Linked DNA regions of Mus musculus: regions 2 and 3 are each linked to region 1. A link is a contact called in public Hi-C and promoter capture Hi-C data. All regions are on one chromosome and are shown on one strand. The core of a region is the stretch at or near the end of the contact, and the rest is flanking DNA. Distances in the headings are between cores, read along the strand shown. Region 1 holds the start of Ugt2b36 (UDP glucuronosyltransferase 2 family, polypeptide B36). Region 2 holds the start of Ugt2b1 (UDP glucuronosyltransferase 2 family, polypeptide B1). Region 3 holds the start of Ugt2b34 (UDP glucuronosyltransferase 2 family, polypeptide B34).

Evidence for each region. Promoter capture Hi-C pulls out the DNA fragments that hold promoters and counts their contacts. A called contact is a pair of places that touch in the nucleus more often than the background predicts.
Region 2: a contact with region 1 is called in a Hi-C map of liver, with 2.4 times the contacts expected there. The contact joins the promoter of Ugt2b1 here to the promoter of Ugt2b36 in region 1. A contact is called at or near these places in 3 of 39 promoter capture datasets (cranial neural crest, embryonic stem cells and liver), 3 of 484 Hi-C or Micro-C datasets (all in liver) and 3 of 9 other capture datasets (adipose tissue, liver and pancreatic islet).
Region 3: a promoter capture Hi-C map of liver shows a contact between it and region 1. The contact joins the promoter of Ugt2b34 here to the promoter of Ugt2b36 in region 1. A contact is called at or near these places in 7 of 39 promoter capture datasets (cranial neural crest, embryonic stem cells, liver and 1 more), 4 of 484 Hi-C or Micro-C datasets (the AML12 cell line, the C10 cell line and liver), 2 of 115 datasets of contacts at active chromatin or transcription factors (hepatocytes and intestinal villus epithelium) and 3 of 9 other capture datasets (adipose tissue, liver and pancreatic islet).

Annotation. Positions count from the first base shown.
Region 1 is chr5:87,090,092-87,094,152 of GRCm38.p6, forward strand. It overlaps Ugt2b36 (UDP glucuronosyltransferase 2 family, polypeptide B36), which reads right to left and starts at 2,464. Exons shown (of 6, transcript NM_001029867.1): 1 at 1,710-2,464; 2 at 747-895. The coding sequence starts at 2,433.
Region 2 is chr5:86,924,482-86,928,123 of GRCm38.p6, forward strand. It overlaps Ugt2b1 (UDP glucuronosyltransferase 2 family, polypeptide B1), which reads right to left and starts at 2,022. Exons shown (of 6, transcript NM_152811.1): 1 at 1,294-2,022; 2 at 67-215. The coding sequence starts at 2,017.
Region 3 is chr5:86,904,326-86,908,385 of GRCm38.p6, forward strand. It overlaps Ugt2b34 (UDP glucuronosyltransferase 2 family, polypeptide B34), which reads right to left and starts at 2,612. Exons shown (of 6, transcript NM_153598.2): 1 at 1,866-2,612; 2 at 1-80. The coding sequence starts at 2,595.

The DNA of each region.
Region 1 (4,061 bases), core at 1,214-3,713:
GTATATTTAAGAGTATTTTCCAAAGATGACATCCACAATTCATTCTTTGAAACAGAAACTATGTCAATGTTTTTTCTGTGGATAAAAAAATAATTACCTTATATATGGTAATCACAGCTTTTGAATTACTGAAAGTTTCTGATGTGCTGAATTGAACTGACTTAATTTCTCTATATGTATGTTTATATATATGTGTGCATGTGTATGTCTCTACACCTGTGTGTATGAGTGTGTATGTGTGTGTATTGAAGATTAGTAGTGCCTATGGGGTTCCCTGCCTTTGTTTTAACACATGGGTGCCAAAAGTTAAATTCAGATGATCTCTCTATCAATCTTTAACATAATTTTTGAGACTGTCTGCCATTGAATATGATTCTCACCATTTTTATCTGGTCTATATGCAGCAAGCTTCAGTATTAACCAGTTTCTGCAACCTCAGTACTAAGGTCATCATGGACACCCAACTTTTTCTATGCATACTGGGACTCAAACTCATGTCCTCATTGTTTAGTAAGGACTTTAACCAATGGTTAATCACTATAGTCCTCTGTATGACTTAAATTAACTCACTGATTTCCCAATTCTATCATGTCCTTTCCTGAGTTTATTGACTTCCTACTTAGCAGGACTCTTAATTCCACTTCCCATACATCTCTATTATTGGGAGAAAAGGGTAACGACAGATAGAGAATCACTTTCACAAGGAATGAAATGAAATGAAAAAGAGATATAAAGAATATATTTACCTTAGGCAATGGTTTAGCAGGTTTGCAATGGACTCCTCCAACATAGTAAACATTTGGTAAGGTTGGGTGAGGAAACTCCAAATCCCAATAGGATCTAATGAGCCACATTTCTGCTTTGCCCATTGTCTCAATTAAGGTGGTTGGCCTTCCTAGACAGAGAAAAGAGCAAATGAGACAGAGAAAAGTTGACAAGAATGTCTTCTGAGTATGAATTATAGTCCCTTAAAAATGTTGGAAAAATTGTGTTTGATATAGAAAATATGCTTTTTATATGTAATATAATTTGCATCAGTAATTGACTTGTGGCTCATACAAGATATGTAAATGTAAGTTTGGATTTGTTTTTAAAGGACTTAACTTATGTTTCCTCATTAATTTAATTATTTCCTCATAAATAGTTAATGAAAAATCCACTGTGTAAAAGTACACAGTTTACTCCTCTCTAAATCTTCAAATGACACTGTGTAAACATAAATTTATAATCTAGGTACAAATGTCACAACATGCTTTGTACCTTGCCCATGATTCTCATGGTCATGGTAGTTTGTAGCTAATCTTTATTCTTTTGCCTACAGAAATGTGAAATTTATGAATGGCTGGATTTCTGGTTAGTGCTTCATACCTTGTTTCTTACTAACACATTTAATGTACTTATTCTATAAAACAATCACAATATTTTCAAAAATTATGAGGCTAGGTATTTTTAGACAGTCATAAGTATGGTATATTTTTAAAGACTGTCTAACTGCATGTCTTTGTAACCTTATAGGTAACCAGAATGTCTTATATCAGGATTGCTACCTTCTATTTGATCAATTATACGAGCTTTTACAGAGAGTTTGATAGCTAATATAATTACATTTGACGACCTGTAAAAGTCTTCACTTTGCACTTAATGGAAATGCATCCTAACATGCATGTGAAACTTAGAACATTAAGCCTGTGAAGAGAAGCATAACTTACCCAAAGTTTCGCTGTAAAACTGATCCCATTTCTTCTCCCTAAATGTCTGGAACCAAAAGTCAAAATAAAGCATACATATCATATTCTTTACCCTCTCTTTGAATGTCATTTGACCACTTAATCCTGACAAAATTACAGGTACATAAGAGGGAGGGAGAGGGAGTCCTCCACTGTATTTTTCAAGATAGTAGCCAGGAGAGAAGCGAAGACTATATAGAAAAGGAATTTGGAGCAGTTCAGCTATGAGCTCCCCACAGGGACCAATAGCATCTGACAAAATGACATCAAACTTGGATTCCTGGAGTTTTGCCATGAGCTGTTTGTTTGAAACTGTGTCTTTGCAAAGAGTTAAACAGTAATCAGAATATTCATCAAATATATTTTGTAATAAAGGAGAATATGATAAACATGTATCTCTTGGAACCTCATAAGTCCATCTTTCCACAGCCTTTGCAAAAATAATTTCCATGACATCATTACTGAAAGATGTAGGAAAAGTTTCAAACTTAAGGCCAGGCGATTTTTTGGGATCAAGAAAAATGGAAGTTGAAGGTCTCAAAACAGTGACTTCATGGCCCTTCTGTTTAAGTTCATCCAGTATTATCTTTATATTCATCCAGTGACTGTAGTCCACCGGCCATACCAACACCTTCCCACACTTTGCAGATCTGAAGCAGCAACTTATCTGCAGCAGCAGCAGAGCAGAAATCCACTTCCAAAGCATTCTGAAAATCAATGTTCTTCTCTTCAGAGTGTAATCCATCTGTCACTGCTTGACCTTTTATCTAAGAAGCATTTGCCAAGAAGTTAAAATATAACTGGAATTGCTCAAAGCTGATAAGGAAATGAACATTACTGTGTTGGTGGAAAATCATGAATTTATCTGCCCCTTTGAATACCCCAGAGTCTGAAGGCCTCCCAGGAGATCTCCTGTATCCAGGGCAACAGATAAGGGACCCTCCCAAATAATTGCAGCAGTTGGGGACACTGAGGAGCCCAGCAGACTCAGAACACATCACCTCCACTCAAACTCCACCTGCCCCCTAGCCTGAGCCTTCCACCATGACAAATCATCAGCTTGTCTGCTACTGTGAAGTCCCCACAGTCTGAAGGCCTCCCAGGAGATCTGCTACACCTATGGCAACAGATTCCACAGGCTGAAGTCCTCCCAGGATACCTGTTACAGTCAGAGTCACAGGTCTCCCAGGAGATGTGTAGCAACCCATGGACAGATGAGACAGACTACAGACAGAGAAACCTAACCCAGTTAACACCAGAGATAACCAGATGGTGATATGCAAGCACAAGACCACAAGCAACAAAAGCTAACATACTTTGGCAGCATTAGAACCCAGTTCTGCCATCACAGCAAGACCTGGATATCCCAACACACCTGAAAACTAGGATGCTGACCTAAAATCCTATCTCATGAACATAATCGAGTCCTTCAAGGAGGATATAAATACCCCCCTAAAAAAACAAAAAACAAAACAAAAAACAAAACAAAACAAAACAGGAAAACACAGGTAAATAGGTAGAAGCACTTAAAAAGGAAACAAATAAATACCATATTGACGCTGACATCTAAACCACACAAAGACACAACAAAGAAAGAAAACTTCCAACCAATTTTCCTTATTAATATCAATGCAAAAATGCCCAATAAAATTTTAGCAAACTGAACCAAGGAATGTATCAAAACCATCATTCACAGTGATCAAGTAGACTTCATCTCATGGATGCAATGTTGGTTCAATATATGCAAATATTTTAATGTAACCCACTATATAGGTAAACTCAAAGAAAAAAAATCACATGATCATCTCATTAGATGCTAAAAACGCCTTTGACAAAATACAACACTCCTTCATGTTAAAGTATTGGAAAGATAAGGAATTCAAGGTCCATACCTAAACATAATAAAAGTAATATACAGCAAACAACAGGCAATATCAAATTAAAAGTGGAGAGATACTTAAAGCAATCCCACTATAATCATGGACAAGACAAGGCTCTTCCTAACTCTAGCTAAGAGATCAAGGAGGTACAATTTGAAAAAGAAGAAGGTAACGTATCATTATTTGTAGATGATATTATAGTATGCATAAGTGACTCCAAAAATTCTACCAGGGAAACTCTAAATCTGAAAACTTAAGCTAAGTGGCTGGATTTAAAATGAACTCAAACAAATCAGTATCCTTTCATTTCTACAAATGATAAATGGAGTGGAGAAAGAAAATAAAAAAAAATGACACACTTCACAATAGTCAGAAATATATAATATTTTGGGGTAACTCTAACCAAATAAGTGAGAGACCTGTATAACCTGTATAACCAGAACTTCAAGTCTCT
Region 2 (3,642 bases), core at 772-3,271, 170 kb before region 1:
TAGTGGTTAAGAATTGTTTCCATGAAAAGGAAAAACAGTTTACCAAGGGAAACAATGTAGAGTTACCTTAGGCAGTGGTTTGGCTGGTTTACAATGGAGTCCTCCAACAAAGTCAAAATTAGGCAAGAAAGGGTGAGGAAATTTCAAGTCCCAGAAGGTTCGAACGAGCCATATGTCTGCCTTCCCCATCATCTCAGTTAATGTTGTAGGTCTCCCTGCACCCCAAAACCAAAAACAAATACACTATGGTGAAAGGAGTTTGTCTGGAATAAAGCATGTGATTTCTGCAATGAGTTGAGGTCATGTAGACAAGCAATTTAAAATGTTCCAGTTATGATTTATGATATAATTGTATTAACATAAATATTGTGTGAAAATTACATTGATTTCCAACGTTGCACCAATAAATTTGAAATTTTGCTCTTGCAAAGGTGCTTGAAAATGCTTAGAAACACAGCTTTTGTAGAATATTTAGTCTATTTTACACATTTTAGTAGCTATGCTTTTGGTTTCTGATTCTTGAAATGCAATGTGATAATTGGTAAGGAATGACTAATTTTCTTTTATCCCTGCTGTACTATGTCCGTTACAGGAGACTAGTATCACTAACTTAGTTGTATATCTCAAAGTTATAGCTGGGTATTTGTATAAGCAGTTAATATTTAAACTGTTTCTCCTAATAAATTAGGTAATATTTTATTTAATGAAAAGGTATTTTGAAAATAATAAAAACCTATGCATTTCTATCAAGATTTAAGGCTTTAAGATTAAGTTTTATAGATATGATCCAACTCAAATTCTAAGAAAATCAAGTTGCCTTGACTGTTTCTGGTTCTAGTGGTACAATTTAATTGTGAATAAGCTTTCAGGACATTCTTGATAAATGTTTTAATTTCTAAGTGAGTAAATGTCTTAAGGAAATGTGTTTTCTTCAGTGCTACACAAATAGTTGTGGTAATGAATTATGACTCTGTAGTGTTCTCATTTACAGATATTAAAGCACTCAATGAAACCTGGAGTTTCTTATACTTAGACAATGTAGAGCAGATCAAATGATCACCAAGAGAAATCTTCCTTGTCTAATTTTGCATGGTTAGTAATTTCTGAAGTGTTCTGTATAATTACTCTGCAGTATTTTGCCTTGCTAAGAGCCTATTTGATTCTCTTCTATTTTTACTCTATCAGCTCACAATTAAGAATCTCATTCTATGCCTTTATATTCACCTATACACATTCTCATTCAAAAAAACATCAAGTCAGGATTTCACAGTAACAATGAAAGGCACAGTTTACCTAGAACATCACTGTAAAACTGATTCCAGGATTTCTCGTTAAATGTTTGAAACCAAAAGTCAAAAAGCAACACCTGCAACATATTCTTCACCCTTTCTGCAAATGTCATGTGGTCACTTAGTTCTGACAGAACCACAGGCACATAGGAAGGGGGGAGTGGAAGGCCCCCACTGTACTTTTCACATTTGTATCCAGGACAGAAGCGGAGACTGTATACTAAAGGTGTCTTAAGCAGTTCTGATAGCAGCTCACCACAGGGAACCAAGGCATCTGCTAGAACGACATCAAACTTAGATCCTTGGAGTTTTTTCATGAGGCTCTTGTTCCAAACTACTGCTTTGCAGAAACTTTCAATCATGTCTGAATATTCACTGGAGATTTTTTGCAGTTTTGAATAAGATGTCCAAAATGGAAGTTTTTTTAATTCGTATGTCCAGTTTCCTACCCATTTTTCAAAAGCATATTCAAGATCATCTTTACTCAAAGGTGCAGAATAAATTTCAAAATTAATAGAAGATTCATTGCTCGGCCCAATGAGGATGGAAGCAGAAGATATGAGAACGGTGACGTCATGACCTCTCTGGACAAGTTCATCCAGGATTATTTTCATATTTATCCAATGGCTGTATTCTGTAGGCCACACCAGCACTTTCCCACAGGCTCCAGGTCTAATATAGCATATGAACTGTATCAACAGAAAAACTGAAGCCTGTTTCATAGACATCTTGCTGAAAGAGAATGTTTTTGATATTTGTCATTCTTCACAGTTTTTTTCTGCTTTTATGTAAGTTCTGTCAATCAAGAAGTTAACATATAACTTCTAACCACATCACTGACTAGATGAGTCTGATGGTGTAACATTCTAAGTAAATACACACATGGAACATGAGCTCAAGGTTCACGAAGTTTGTCTTTTTTGTCCCTGATAGTATTGAGCTACAATTGATTCACTTCTTTTTCTTTTCTTTTTCAATATTATTTTCCCATTCAAAGGTGGAACGAAGTATCAACACTTTGGTATTCCTTCTTCTTGAGTTGCATGGGTTTTGCAAATTGTATCTTGGGTATTCTTAGTTTCTGGGTTAATATTCACTCACCAGTGAGTACATATCATGTTAAGTTCTTTTGTGGTTGGGTTACGTCACTCAGGATGATACCTTCCAGATCCATCCATTTACCTAAATTTCATAAATTCATTGTTTTTAATAGCTGAGTAGTACTCCATTGTGTAAATGTACCACATTTTCTGTATCCATTCCTCTGTTGAGGGACATCTGGGTTGTTTCCAGTTTCTGGCTATTATTAATAAGGCTGCTATGAATATAGTGGAGCATGTTCCTTATTACCAGTTGGAAAATCTTCTGGATATATGCCCAGGAGAGGTATTGCAGGATCTTCCAGTAGTACTATGTCCAATTTTCTAAGGAATCGCCAGACTGATTTCCAGAGTGGTTGTACAAGCTTGCAACCCCACCAGCAATTGAGGAGTGTTCCTCTTTCTCCACATCCTCGCCAGCATCTGTGTACCTTATAGCCTAATGAATTTTTGATCTTAGCCATTCTGACTGGGGTGAGGTGGAATCTCAGGGTTGTTTTGATTTGCATTTCCCTGATGATTAAGGATGTTGAACATTTTTCAGGTGCTTCTCAGCCATTCGGTATTCCTTAGCTGGGAATTCTTTGTTTAGTTCTGAGCCCCATTTTTTTAATGGGGTTATTTGATTTTCTGGAGTTTATCTTCTTGAGTTCTTTATATATATTGAATATTAGTCCCCTACCTGATTTAGGATTGGTAAAGATCCTTTCCCAATCTGTTGGTGGCCTTTTTGTCTTATTGACAGTGTCCTTTGCCTTACAAAAGCTTTGCAATTTTATGAGGTCCCATTTGTTCATTCTCGATCTTACAGCACAAGCCATTGCTGTTCTATTCAGGAATTTTTCCCCTGTGCCCATATCTTCGCAGTTTTTCCTCACTTTCTCCTCTATATGTTTCAGTGTCTCTGGTTTTATGTGAAGTTCCTTGATCCACTTAGACTTGACCTTAGTACAAGAAGATAAGAATGGATCAATTCCATTCTTCTACATGATAACCGCCAGTTGTGCCCGCACCGTTTGTTGAAAATGCTGTCTTTTTTCCACTGGATGGTTTTAGCTCCCTTGTCAAAGATCAAGTGACCATAGGTGTGTGGGTTCATTTCTGAGTCTTCAATTTTATTCTATTGGTCTACCTGTCTGTCGCTATACCAGTATCATGCAGTGTTTTTTTTTTTGTTTGTTTGTTTTGTTTTGTTTTGTTTTATCACAATTGTTCTGTAGTACAGCTTTACGTCAGGCATGGTGATTCCACCA
Region 3 (4,060 bases), core at 1,362-3,861, 190 kb before region 1:
AGGAAATTCTAAATCCCAGTAGGTCCTAATGAGCCATATGTCTGCTTTGGCCATAGTCTCTGAGAGTGTCGTGGGTCTTCCTGAAGAGGAGTCAGAGCAATGAAGATATAAGATATAACAAAATATCAGGTGAATATGACTATGCCTTCTGGAAGCACTTTTGTTTATGCAGCCAGAGATGTTTACAAGTGTGGGACTTTGTGTGAAAAAAAATATATGTGTGTGTATGTTTATGTATGTATGTATGTATGTATGTATGTATGTATGTATGTATGTATATAGATGTGTTTGAATGTGTGTAGTATTTGAAAACAAATTTGTAATATATATGCTTCTCATATGTATGCTTAGAGATATATAAATTCATTGTATGAGTATCTGTGAAAAGTTACCACAATTGTAACCTTGTTAATTTATGATCAATAAGTATCAAGATATGTTCTTGAAATACAGTCAAATACCATTATTTAGGAATCGTAACTTAGGGAAACACTTTTCCCTTTAACTCTAGATGTAGTTTGTTCTATGTAGCAGCTAGAACCTTGATGTGTGCTCCTATAAATGAACTGAGAATTTTGTGCTGTCTGGTTTTGAGACAGTTGGATGCAGCCTAGAGTGGTTCCTCAGTGACTAATGAAGCTACAGTGGACCCTGAATGCTAGATCCTCTTCCTCCTCACCTCAACTGCAGAGATGGAAGGTGTGTGCACCCCAGCCCAGTGCAAACATTTAAGGGGATTCTGTTTCAGCATTTCATTGAGACAGTGTCTTACTATATTACCCTGGTTTCCCTCAGAGAGAAATTTTTATTATGCCTGAGTTCTTTGATTTTGCTCTTGATTCATGACTGATTGTTTAATAATTTGGTATGTATAGATGTGTTTACAGATAATATGGATACATGCCTTAAAATATGGAGAGAGACATGTATGTTCAGTAAAACACTAAGTAATACCCAATATGTCTACATTTCAAGATTCTATGTTTGAAACACAATTTCAACTGACTCCAATAAATCAATTAGATTCCCCCATGTTTTGCATTCACATATTTCCTCTGTATAGAGCAGAGATAGAATATTCACAGCTGTGCAGAAGTTTAGTAGGTTAAAGGGGAAGATCTTTTAAATCATAAATAAAAAAATAATTTATATAAAAAGTCCTCCTTTGATTGTAAATAGAAAGATGATAGATAGATATTTACCTATGCTAGAAGTATGTATAATCCTCAGTGTATTTTATAAGTCATGAAGACTTTGCCTTTGTTTAAAGCATATGTTTTAGAGGCTGGTGTAACACATTAGAAGGTAAAGGTATTCCATGCAAGCTAAAGACTTGAGTTCAATCTCTATACAAGCGTAAACACCTAAATTGATCCCAAGAACATACATAGAGGTAGAAATAAGAACTCTTCAAAGTTTAATCTGGCCTCTACATAAGCAACCCAGAGCACAATCCCCCTTTCCCATGACACAAGTGTGCATGTTCATACACATGATAATAATAGCAATGAATATAATAAAGTGGCAAAGATATTAATGACAATGAAGGCACCAGTCAGGTAAAAGTGTTGCTTTAAAACACGAGGAAAAATGTCTTGGGCCTATGTAATTTCTTAGAGAAATAATCATAGTTTTGTTATGTGAGTGTGTGCTGACAATTCATAGACAAGGTTTTGCAACTGACACTGGAATACAAAGTTCTTTACAATGCTTGAATTTGACAGCTAATTTTCTAGTTTTCCCATCATTTTATTTAGGAGAGACAAATCATTCCCCTGTCAGACCTGTTCTTAGACATTCACATTCAATGACACAGCAAATTGAGAATCCAGCAATCCCACCAGGGCACTGAACAGGGCACTTACCTAATACTTCAGTATAAAGCTGATTCCAGTTCTTCTCATTAAATGTTTGGAACCAAAAGTCAAAACACAGCATATAGATGACATTTCTCACCCTCTCCATGAAAGTCATCCTGTCACTCAATTCTGACATAACAACAGGCACATAGGAAGGAGGCAGTGGGAGTCCCCCACTGTACTTCTCATAAGTGGAGCCAGGAAAGAAGCGGAGACTGTACACAAGGGGGATCTTGAGAACCTCAGCCAGCAGATCACCGCAGGGTATGAAGGGATCTGCCAGGATCACATCAAACCTTGATTTTTGTAGCTTTGTCATGAGTTCTTTGTTAAAAACTACATCTTTACAGAGACTTTCAAAATATTTTGAATCTACCCAAACCATTTCTTGCAACATTAAGAAGTATCCCCAAAATGACTGCTTTGGCAGCTCATAAATATATTTCTTGAGTGATTCCCAGAAAATTTCCTCTAACTCAGATAAGGAGTATGATGTAGGATAAGTCTCGAATTCAATAGCAGATGTGTTGTCAACCTCATAAGATAAGGATGCTGAAGGTCTCAGAACCATCACTTCATGACCCTTCTTCAGAAGCTCGTCTAGGATTGTCTTCAAGTTGAGCCAATGGCTGAACTCCATTGGCCACACCAGCACCTTCCCACCAGTCCCAGATCCAAAGAAGCCACTCAGCTGGAGCAGGAGCAGGAGCAGGGCTGCTGTCATTTTCACAGGCATCTTGGTTAACTTCAGGCCTGCCTTCCAAAGGATGATTGCTCAGCTCTTACAGATATAGAAAGAGCAGTAATCAGTCAGTTAAAGTGTAACTTGTACACACCAAAGCAAATAGAAATGGGAGTCACAGCCTCTGGAGGGCAAATGCCAAAACCTGGATGCAGATGTGAAAGTGGGAAATGACTCTGGATTCTCAGTGATCTTGAATGTATACTGTATTTGGAGAACAGTGAAAAGTAAGATCTCTCTTTCTCCCTTCCTTTCACTCTCTCTTTCTCCTAATGGAGCTTCTTTGATAAAGAATCTGAAGTAAAGGCAAACTGTCCAGTCACATTTTTATAAATACCATAGGTCAGTGTTTTGTCATATGAATATTGGCAACACTGACCAGTTACCATACTACTTAGTGATTTTAAGTATATGGCTCAGAGGTCTATAGTGTAATCTCAGAATTAAACACACTGCACTTACGTTTAGAGCATATTATAATCTAGATGGAAGCCCCATTCTTTTAGTCTTCCCATTAGCTCCATCTCTACCCCATCAAGAACCTGCTTACTTGTAACTAGTCAGCCTAGCAAAAGTGAAGAGATAAGGAGACATTTGTGTTTTCCTCTTTGACTCTCAGACTATTGAAAGACTTTCCCCAGTAACTTTCTGCTAGGAGAAGAAATGTTTGATCTCTGGGGACACCCAGAGGAGGAATTTGTATCCAGGAGGGCAATTTACAAGTTAGGGCAGGCTAACATTTCTGGTGACTAGGAGCTAAGTTAATGGTGGGCAAGGTCCCATGCCATTCCTGGAAAGCTTAGCTATGCAGATGCCTTGTAAGAATCCCAAAGATGGAATTAAGGGTGACTGGCTCCTTTTGTCTCTCTTCCTAAAGTGATCACACTGAATATATTCTGCATTTCACTATTAATTTGGCTCTTTTATGGATTTATTGAGCTAGGTTTGTTTGTAAGTGACAGCTTACACTCCCCTATATTGTTTTTCCTGCAGTGACCATGCCTTAGTCATCTTTATATAGAACAAAGTAATACTTAGTAAATGGTTTTTGAATGAATCCAAAAATCTAGTTCTCTAATTCTGCTTACAAGTAGCATAAAATTCTAAATGTAAAAACGGGACTGTCCTCTGATATCATAGCTATTTTAGACAGAACTTGATAGTTCCATACTAGAAATGGGAAGAGTGTCTCAAGGCATAGTGTGATTTTTAAATATTGAGGACAGTGGTTATTTTAAAATTTCTTTTTAATTAAGAAAACCCAGGATTTTCTTTTCCATGTTTTGAACCTGATGGCTGTATAACATTAAAAAACAGTTCAATGTTAACTAAGTTATATAAAAACAATTTTCTTTGACAGAGAAGCTTCAGTATTTAAATGAACAATAATAAATAACCAAATAACATAGATCAGCTTATTCAGCTGCTTCAATGTATATTTTACATTCAACCTCTCAAC